Regions from separate parts of the Mus musculus genome. Here all the other regions are linked to region 2. A link is a contact called in public HiChIP or PLAC-seq data. All regions are on one chromosome and are shown on one strand. Each heading gives the region's core, a stretch centred on a gene start, on an enhancer-like site or on the middle of the called end of the contact. The rest is flanking DNA. Distances are from core to core; before and after follow the strand shown. Region 1 overlaps Kif5c (kinesin family member 5C). Region 2 holds the start of Epc2 (enhancer of polycomb homolog 2). Region 3 holds the start of Lypd6b (LY6/PLAUR domain containing 6B).

Evidence for each region. HiChIP or PLAC-seq counts read pairs in DNA pulled down with a chosen protein or histone mark.
Region 1: a contact with region 2 is called in an H3K4me3 HiChIP or PLAC-seq map of bone marrow-derived macrophages, with 7 times the contacts expected there. The contact joins the enhancer-like site here to the promoter of Epc2 in region 2. A contact is called at or near these places in 6 of 39 promoter capture datasets (the 3T3-L1 cell line, the C10 cell line, embryonic stem cells and 1 more), 7 of 484 Hi-C or Micro-C datasets (double positive thymocytes, embryonic fibroblasts, muscle stem cells and 2 more), 22 of 115 datasets of contacts at active chromatin or transcription factors (the 230-238 cell line, PVALB interneurons, SST interneurons and 18 more) and 3 of 9 other capture datasets (adipose tissue, liver and pancreatic islet).
Region 3: an H3K4me3 HiChIP or PLAC-seq map of bone marrow-derived macrophages shows a contact between it and region 2, with 4 times the contacts expected there. The contact joins the promoter of Lypd6b here to the promoter of Epc2 in region 2. A contact is called at or near these places in 4 of 115 datasets of contacts at active chromatin or transcription factors (the 230-238 cell line, bone marrow-derived macrophages, embryonic stem cells and 1 more).

Annotation. Positions count from the first base shown.
Region 1 is chr2:49,748,686-49,751,870 of GRCm38.p6, forward strand. Kif5c (kinesin family member 5C) reads left to right here. Exons shown (of 26, transcript NM_008449.3): 22 at 614-685. Among named protein-coding and RNA genes, the nearest start is that of Gm46738, 3.1 kb to the left of the region's middle. Within about 2 kb of position 1,721, at least 26 of the 459 cell types and tissues checked have an H3K27ac peak or open chromatin away from gene starts, as enhancers often do. A contact at or near this core is called in PVALB interneurons, SST interneurons, adipose tissue and 2 more, where this site is marked.
Region 2 is chr2:49,449,929-49,452,972 of GRCm38.p6, forward strand. Epc2 (enhancer of polycomb homolog 2) reads left to right here and starts at 1,558. Exons shown (of 14, transcript NM_172663.4): 1 at 1,558-2,030. The coding sequence starts at 1,878.
Region 3 is chr2:49,786,341-49,789,200 of GRCm38.p6, forward strand. Lypd6b (LY6/PLAUR domain containing 6B) reads left to right here and starts at 1,343. Exons shown (of 7, transcript NM_001379382.1): 1 at 1,343-1,433.

The DNA.
Region 1 (3,185 bases), core at 471-2,970, 300 kb after region 2:
CCGAGGCCAGAAATTGTCCTAAGAGATTCTAGGTCTTCCTGTTTAGTCTCAGTGCCAGTGAGTCAAATTCTCTTTATCTTCATCTCAAAAATGAAAAAAGGCACAGGAAGTTCCAGGACTTGCCCAGCGCCACCAGGTGGAGAGTCTGGGAACTGCTCATCCCTGAGTTGCTGATGTGAGCAAACATACTTGTGGACTGGGGCAGTGGTGGGTGAAGAATCATGGGAAGTCCCAGCCAGTGCAGATCAATCATGGCTACCTTTGGTTTTGCACGCTGGTATGAAGTGTAATATTTATATAGGGAGTAAACCAAACCAAACCAAAAGGAGAGCCTATTCTGGCAGGTAACTTCCTAGGAATGTTTGTCTGGCTCCATTGAGAGCAGAATAGAGGAGCTGGCTGTGTTCTGGCTTACAGCTGGTAGTCAGAGTTCCCCGGTTTCTGCACCGTGCAAGCTGAAGAGTGGGCAAGGCACAGATGGTACCACGGCAGCAACAGTATCAATGGCAGCTGCAGCATCACCGGGGCAGGGGGGAGGGTAACGACATCTCGAGCAAACGCAGCAGCAGTTCAGTCCGTCACCCCACTGACCATGTGCAAAAATCTCTTCCAGTCTAGAGAACTCCAGACCCTTCATAACCTGCGCAAACTCTTCGTCCAGGATTTGACAACCCGGGTGAAAAAGGTGAGTCCTGTCTGCTATTTCTGAACAAGTTGAGGAGAAAAGTTGGAGCCCATGAAGCATCATCTTTGGTTGAAATATCCCTTGCTTACATTAAGGCTGGTTTTGCTTAAAAATTAATTGCCTCATGCCAGAAAAACCTTATTAAAAGAATGTGTTTCTGGCTAAAATCACTTCAGAATATTTTACCATCTGAATTCCCTTCTTAGCAAAAGGAAGTTATAATGCTATCCCTGGCTGGCCTTTATTTAAAATGACATATATTTTTCTGGCCCCACTGTGTGAAAATCACTGCTTTGGGCCAGAAAAGTCCGGCATTCTTTTCAGAAGACAACATGGTTCCCTAGTGTACAGAAGAGAGATGGACAGAGACTCAGGTTTGTCTATGCAGTGTGTGGGGTGCGTTAGTATTGAGAACTCCAGACCCTTCAGAATGAACTTGTTTTCCTAGCCACCACAGTAGGTTCTGGCATCCCTGCATTGCAGCTGTGGATCTAGGCTTGGGTGTGATTGCGGGGCTGAAAAGGCTTGGGCATAAGTCTGCAAGGTCTCCGAATCACGTGATCTCAGAGAGTCTCCAGATTGCTGACTCAATAGCTCAGCTCAGAACTGAGAAGAGTGAATGCAGAAGAGACACGGGCAGCTTAAAGGAAGGAATTAAAGCATGCACAGATGTTCAGTAAAGGCACACACGTCTGGGTGGGAGTACACCCGTGTGTACTCGTACACATGGGTGTGTTTGAAGGAGCAAAGGAAACAAGGTCAGATATAGTTAAAAGGGAATGATTGGCAGAAGCAGGTGTGAGAGGGACAGAACTAACAGCACTGGTGTGTGTCCTGCTTGGTAAAAAGAAAGCACTGATTTTTCCCAGAGTTCAGAGAGAGTCAAGCTGGAAGCATTTGCAAGGAATTTCAGCAGAGTGGAAAGAAGCCATATCTGATGGCTAGTGTCATCAGGGAGGAGGGAGGAGAAGGTGGAGCCCGGGGAGATAAGATTCAGCCAGTTGTGCATAGAATCTACTAGGGATAAGTTCAAGGAGGTGCTGAACAGTGCAGTGCATGCCCAACAGGAAGCAGTGTGCAGTTGGCAAGCACCGCTGACGACAGCACTGTAATAACCAAAATAAATTCAAGACTACCCAGTACCTTCCCCCTTCAAAGGACTTTCCAAACTGTAGTAGCAGGCCAAGCACAGAGCCAGATAAAAAGCTGGCTGACTAAATAAACATAGAAACATAGTTTTAATGGTCAAAATTACTTAGCTTCTAAAACAAGATTAACAATTCCCCTACCCCGCCTCACACTAAAGACAGAAGGACAGACAAAGTAAGAGTCACCCTATACAAACCAACCAATGTCTGAAAAGGTTATTGGCTACACCAATTAAAATAAGCCAAACTACCCTGGTGCCTATATCCGGCCCTTACAAAGGTATAAAAAGTGTTCTTTCTTTGTTCTGGGTCTCTCCTCCGGCCTGCGTGCTGAGAAGGGGTTCCCCAACATGTTGGATAGGTAAAATCCTCATGCGTTGTGCAACAATGGTGGTCTCTGTGGTCTTTGTGTGAGTGAGGGTCTTTTGACAAGCTACAACAGCATGACTCTAGCAAGTTGAAATCTTGCTAATGCAAAAAGCAAAGGCAGAGACTCCTGGGAGATTTTCAAAACCTGCACAAAGACTGGGTGTCAATGGTTAGTGCATTGTATGAGGAGCACACTCTACAAAGCACATATTACCCTGGGGCCTGCACCAGGCAGGAGGATGAGGCCAGGATAGATGTGATGTGCTGGAAGTGCACCTGATGCCAGCTTAGGAGACCAGTGAAGAAGAGCCCTGCGCCTTGTTGGGAGGAGGGTGCTGTCCAGAGGAAGGTCAAGAGGTGGAGTCAGAATCCCCTGACTCTGACTTCATTCTATAGAACTTCCTAAGGATGACTTAGCTTTAGATTTCTGCTCTGTGGGCCTCTGGCAGCTGCATTGGCATCACCTGGAAATTTGCTTAAATACATAATATACCACAGAGCTGAGGACTCAGAGATGGAGGTGGGCTAAGCACTCTGAGTTTTAGTAAGTGCCCCGGGCTCCTGATTCGCAATCAAGTTTGAGAGTTCCTGCTGGGGGCTGAGCTGATGGTAGAAACCATTACTCTGCTGAAGAAGGGTGGTTTCTTCTGCTGTTCCACCAGACAGGCATGTTTTGCTGTTTTTGAATGTCAGGTTGTGTTTCCACATGCATTTCCTAATTTATCTGTGGCACCTTGCTTGTCAAGAGTATGGAGCGGCCGCCAGTTTCATGATCTGATAAATCGGAAGGATTTTCCCAGCACCTGGCTGCTGTGATGGGGCTGAGCCTGACTCATTCAGGAACTGCATAGCTTTGGGTGTTTAAGAGACAAGCAGAAGCCGTTAGGCTCCCCCAGTGGCACAATGGCTCTGGCTGACAGGCTTGGCAATTTCTCATCTGATCTTGATGGCTAAGCTGAACTCGAGCCTTATGCTTATTTTCA
Region 2 (3,044 bases), core at 308-2,807:
AAGGATTGGAACTACGCCAGAGGGTAACACTCACAACAGCACAGGCTCACAACCATGTGAAAGGTGTTGCTTACAAGAATTGAGCCACAGTCTGTTTGCATTGTTACCAGTAACAAGTGGACATAAAACAAAGCCACTGAATAACATCCCAAAGTGTCCCCGGACAGACTGGTTAGATTATTTTGTGTTACCAGGAAGTCAATATTCACCATTCAGCTTTCAAAGGAAAAGCTGGAGACAAGGGGGAGGGGGGGAGAGGGAGGGAAAAAAAAGCAGGGAGAGAAGAAAATAGAGAAAAATAATGGGTGGCAATGAAGAGAGATAGATGGTTTTGCTATATTAAGACATGACAAAGAAACCCGTTTTTATTGTTGGACTTTAGCAAACCATCTACCCTTTTATGAGCTAGGTAGGGTATTTTTCAATGATTAGAAAATGGTAAAACTGTTGCACAGTGAGGCAATTTGCTTAGAAACATGTACTGCTTAAAGACTAAGAAACTGCAACAAAGGTTTGTATCAATAGTGACTAGTATTTAATTGAGTCAATTTGATTCCTTTTTGCAGAGCTTTTGCAAACCACTTCTGGCCAAAACTATGTCTAATTTCTTTGACCTGTCACAGCAACTGACTATAGATGTCATGTGGTAATTAACTTTCCATCACTCTTTTGTGTGGTCTGTATCATTTTCTTCAAGAATTTACTTTTTTTTTTTTTTTTTTTTTGGCCCATCATCTTTGCAGCTGCCCTTTCAAGTAGTTACGACTCTTGTTACTAATTATCCAGCAGTTTAGTTGTAACACAGTAACACGCAAACTAATTGGAGTCCGGAACTTTATTAAACTCTTTTTGAGTCGTCACTGTAACCAGTGTTTTCACATACTTTGGTTAGAGATTTCAAGAAATGCCAACCATCAAACTAAGAAAGTTTGGATGACAGGTGCAAGTCCGCTTGTTGCCGCGTCCAGCAACTATTTCAAGTAGCAGTCTCCAACTACTGACCCTCCTGTCTACCCGAGCATCCTCTCGGCGGTGCCTAACTCTGGAGAGCTCCTCTGGACAGGGACTGCCCAAGTTCTCAGGGCGCGAGACGCAGCAGGGCTGTGCCTCTCGGCGTGGGCAGACGCAGCGGACTTGTCGGACCTCCCCGGGGATGCGCAAACCCGAGGCGCGAAACCAGCCAGCAGGCGCCGGGGCGAGCAGAGCTGTCCAAGTGCAGACTCGAGGGGCGGCCGGTGGCCCGGGGGCGGAGGCCTCCTGTCCCCCCGAGGCGAGCGGTCCTAGGCACTGAGCCTTCCCGAGGGAGCCCCGCGCGGAGCGAGTCGGCGGCGGAGGCACCGAGGCGCCCGCTCCGGAGCCGGGGACCGAGCGCACCTGGCACCTGCCGCCCCGCCTGCGTGCCGAGCGTCCCGCCGAGGAGGGCCACCGGGACTCGGCTCGCTCTCGCCGGCTGGGCTGGCCGCGCCTCGCCGCGGAGAGAGTGGGTGGGCAGGCAGGGGAGGGAAAGGAAGGAGGGAGGGAGGGAGGGAGGGAGAGGGCGACGCGCGTCCCCGAGGCGGGGGCGCGCTCTCGCGCGGGCTGCCGGGATCGCTCGCCGCCGCTGTGGTAATGTCCGCCATGTTGGCCATGGCGCAGGGAGCGGATCGGGCGGGCGAGCGGCGGATCTAGAGTGTGGAAGCGGCCGCGGGCGGCGGGGGGCTGTTCTGGGGCGGGGTGGGCGCCCATGCTGGGGCCGGGGGCACTGCGGAGGAGGAGGAGGAGCGGGCCGGCCGCGCTGCACTGAGGAAGGAGGTGGAGGAGGCGGCGGGAGTGCTCCCCCCCCCTCCCCGCCCGCCCCGCCGCCGCCGCCCGGGCTGTTCCTGTAAGGCGGGGAGACAATGAGTAAACTCTCCTTCCGAGCGCGGGCGCTGGACGCCGCCAAACCGCTGCCCATCTACCGCGGCAAGGACATGCCTGATCTCAACGACTGCGTCTCCATCAACCGGGCCGTGCCCCAGATGCCCACCGGGATGGAGAAGGAGGAGGAATCGGTAGGGACTCGAGTGTTTATTACCCCCCCCTTCCCTCCTCCCCCCTCCCCTTTGTCAGCCGGGCCTCGCCATTCACAGAGCGCTTCTACGCTCGCTGGAGGGCGCCGCTGCCGCTGCGCGCTCCGGACCCTACGCCGGCGGAGTAGCGTAAACCCGTCGGCCGGCGCAGCGCCCGCCCGCGGCCGCCATGTTGTTGCGTCCCAGTGTTGTGATTAGCTCTCGGCGCCGCTTACGCTGCCGTAAGGGGGCCCTGCCGTAAGCAGCGGCCGGGAATGGCGCAGGGATGCGCCGGCCCGCACTTGGCGTACAGCCTCTGTTTACCTCGTAGACATCTCGCCGGGAGCGGGGTTAATGGGTCGAGAAAGGGTCCTTGGGCTAAGGCGCTATTTTCGTTGCGTTTTAAAATTTGTGCGTGCACGAAATTGCCTTTGAAACAAACGATCTCGGGAAAGTAGAGCTCTTTCAAAACATGCATCTTCCTGCTAGTGGGGTGATGGGTGATGGTTTGCGCTGCCCGCTAGAGGTGCCGCGGGAGTAGGCGATGCATCCCTGCGGCCGGGCAGCGACCCCCGGTCCGGACTCTGCGTTAGCGAGTCCTCTGATCTGCACGCCGGCTTCGCCTGCCGGGCTGGCCCCTCCTCGGTTGTGCGGAATTAGGACGGAGCCCGAATGCTTGAAACTGGCCTCCAGGCCCGCGCTTCCCGTGCAGCGAGCGTCCGGGGAAGTTGCATGCGGGATGGCTGTTTACAACTTGAGGGCTCAGAGCGTCCGCATTGACAGTTGCGTTTTTGACCAGATGTTAAAATTTGGACAAAATGCTGTTTCCTTCTTCCCGGGGGTTAAGTTATACCCAAGACTGAATTTCCTCCGATTTGACAGTGTTTACGACTCTGGAGTGTTGTTACTTGTGTGCGGAGTTCATAGTAACTGCACCCTGAAGAATTTCTTCAATGAACCTTCAGTCCCGCCTTATTGTCAACCACGGGTGTGTGTGGATTGGCTCCCTAGCTTCTG
Region 3 (2,860 bases), core at 93-2,592, 340 kb after region 2:
AAGATGAGCATTGTTTTCTGTAGCAGATTTGGGTTGGTTTTCTCTGTGAGTCCATAAATGGAACCAGTGGGGAACTAGCTACACCACAATACCCCTTGCATATGTGCTAAGATCATCTGTCTGTTAAGTGGAAAACTTTTTAAATTCTCCTCTTTTAGAGTCTGTGGCTTGGGTGTCCCTTGACCTGCAAAGCCCATGATTAGAAGTCTCTAGAGTAGTCACCCTGTGCCTAGTCTCTATGGGAGATCTGCATCCCGCTAAGCACCTCAAGCCTCCAGGCCACCATGCTCTCTTTGGAGACAGGCCTGGGCCTCAGAGTCAACTTTGCCGCACCCTGGGTCAGTTGTCCTAACTCTGGGTTGGTTCCCACTGGTGCAAGCCTGACAGACAAGCCATCCTATTCTGTGAATTTCTCTCTGAGTGACCTCTTTCTAAGTTAGAGATCTGCCTGACCATTTACACGGGGCGTTCTGAGAGTGTGGGTCTACAATCCAGCTGTCTCCTTGGAAGTGTTTGGAAGAAAAGTGATAAAAAGAGTGACTTGAGCCGCGGTGGTGGCGCACGCCTTTAATTCCAGCACTTGGGAAGTAGAGTCTGATGGATTTCTGAGTTCGAGGCCAGCCTGGTCTACAAAGTGAGTTCCAGGACAGCCAGGGCTACACAGAGAAACCCTGTCTGGGGTGGGGTGGGGGGTGGGGGGTGGGGAGAGTGACTTGAAATCTAGGAAGCTTGCTTTCAAGTGACAACACAGAGTAACACTAGAGCCAGTTTGACCTGGGGACCATACTTTGGCATTCTTTTGCTATTCACAGAGCCCTGAGCTGCCCTGCCTTTGTACAAGGCTTTCGGGATTTATCTGCAGTGGAACTAGGTTGGATTTACAATCCAAAGTTGCGGAGGACATAGCAATGGGAAATTATCTTACTAAAATAAGGAAAGTCATCGCTTGAGGGGTAGGTGAAGCAAGGAAGGGGTACGACGGAACGGTCTAAAAGGCCGAGTTCTGTTTCTCAAGTCAGTAGCACTCTTTGCCTCATCGTTTTCACCCCAGAGTGACTCCACCTCACTCTGTGAGGGCTGCGGTGTCCCTCTAGCTGCTCCGCGCGGGGTCCGCGCTCTTTTCCCAGCCGGCCAGGCTAGGTGGGAACAGCTCCTCTTTGCACGGGTGCATTAAACGACCTACTCGCGTTCACTGGGCTTGGTGCCACCGGGCGCAGGACCCAGGCGGCGTCCCCAAGCGGGCACCCGGGCGGCTCCCCGGCGTGCGGCGCTCACCTGTCGGCCCGCCTCTCCGGGACGACCCAGGTGGCTCGGGGCGGGGAGGATCCGCGCCCCGCCCCGCGCGGCCACAGCCATCGCCAGCCCGGAGCGGGTGTCTGGAGCCCAGGCCGGGAGCCGAGCGAGGCGCCGGGAGCCGGCCGGCGTCCGCGCAGGTGAGCCGGGCGAGCTCTGCGGGGCGGCCGCGTGCAGATCCCGCAGAGCAGGGGCTGGGAGGGGCGCGCGGCTGCGGCGAGCACTGCGAAACGCCCCGCGGAGCATGGGGACTCTCCGAACCGCAGGGGAGCGCAGCTGCCCACATCTGGATGGGGGACCGAGCGGGCGCCTCGGGGAGCTGCGTGGTCTCCCGGTGACTCCGGGGCTGGAGGCCACGGCTAAGGCTGGGGCCCCACCGCACCGCCAAGTGCGAGCCAGCTCCCGCCCTTCCCTCTGCGGCGCTTGAGCTCAGCCCGCGGGGGCCGCCAGTCTCCCCTTCCTGGCTTTTGACTTTGTTGTTAAATCACTAACCAGCACATTGGTTAGTTTAGTTACGTAGGCTTCGGTGAAGCGGGGTCGGCTGGGTACTCTAGGGGGGCATACGTAGTAAGTCCGCGCTGGTCTGTGTGCCCGAGGGTGTTGTGGGGTGAAAGGTGCTGCTCTCCTCCCCGTGTCTGGTGCCTGGTCATCAGAGTGATGGAGTGGGAAGAGTGGTCCATTATGGTGTTTAAATTACTAGCTCTGTGACCTTGAGCAAGCTCCTTAACTTCTCTGAGCCTGTTACCTAAAAGATAATATAGGTGTTATAATCATCAGATGCCCTTAAATTATTTGATGCCCATGAGGTACCTAGCACGATGCTTGAGGGTTTTTCCTCCCGGTGTAGTCCCTAGGTGTTAAAGTATTCTCTCCAGAGGTCCCGGGCATCGGAATAGAAGACATCGGGGAGGGAGTGAGGTGTGTGTGTGTGTGTGTGTGTGTGTGTGGGAGTGGTAGTGTCTGTGTGTCTGGGAGGGTCGTGGCAGCCTTCTGACAAGCTGACTATAGTAGCAAGGGGGGGGGGGTGTGGATTTGGCGGGGCTGTTCCCAGCTGCTAAGCTCAAGACTGGTCAGTGCAGTATCCTCCTTCTAGCAGGGGGCAATTAGCCTGCTTCTGCCATTGTGAACTGTTAGAATTCTTTTCTTAGGGTTTAGGGTTTGGTGACTTGAAAGTTGTCTTATGCAACGTAGGAATTGGCTGAGTCCTCCAAAGGAAAAGTCTGAGGGTTGCAGTTTCCAGTGTAGCTAGATCTTATCACTCCTATGAGCTCTCAGGACAAGTTCTCTCCTCAGGGGCACTTTCCCCACTAGGTTGACATATTCTTTTGTATGCAATGGTCATTAGAGCAGGCACCATATCTTCAGGCTTACCACTGAAGGGAATAGAGTAAAGACGAAGAGTGGGAGGGAAAGAGAGAGAGAGAGAGAGAGAGAGAGAGAGAGAGAGAGAGAGAGAGAGAGAGATCTCTTCCGTTATTCTATCCTTCAGCAGACCTTCCTGGAGCACTGGACCATAGTAAGTTCAAGTCATCTCAGCAGATCAAGAGTGGGTTTCCCTAAGAGGATT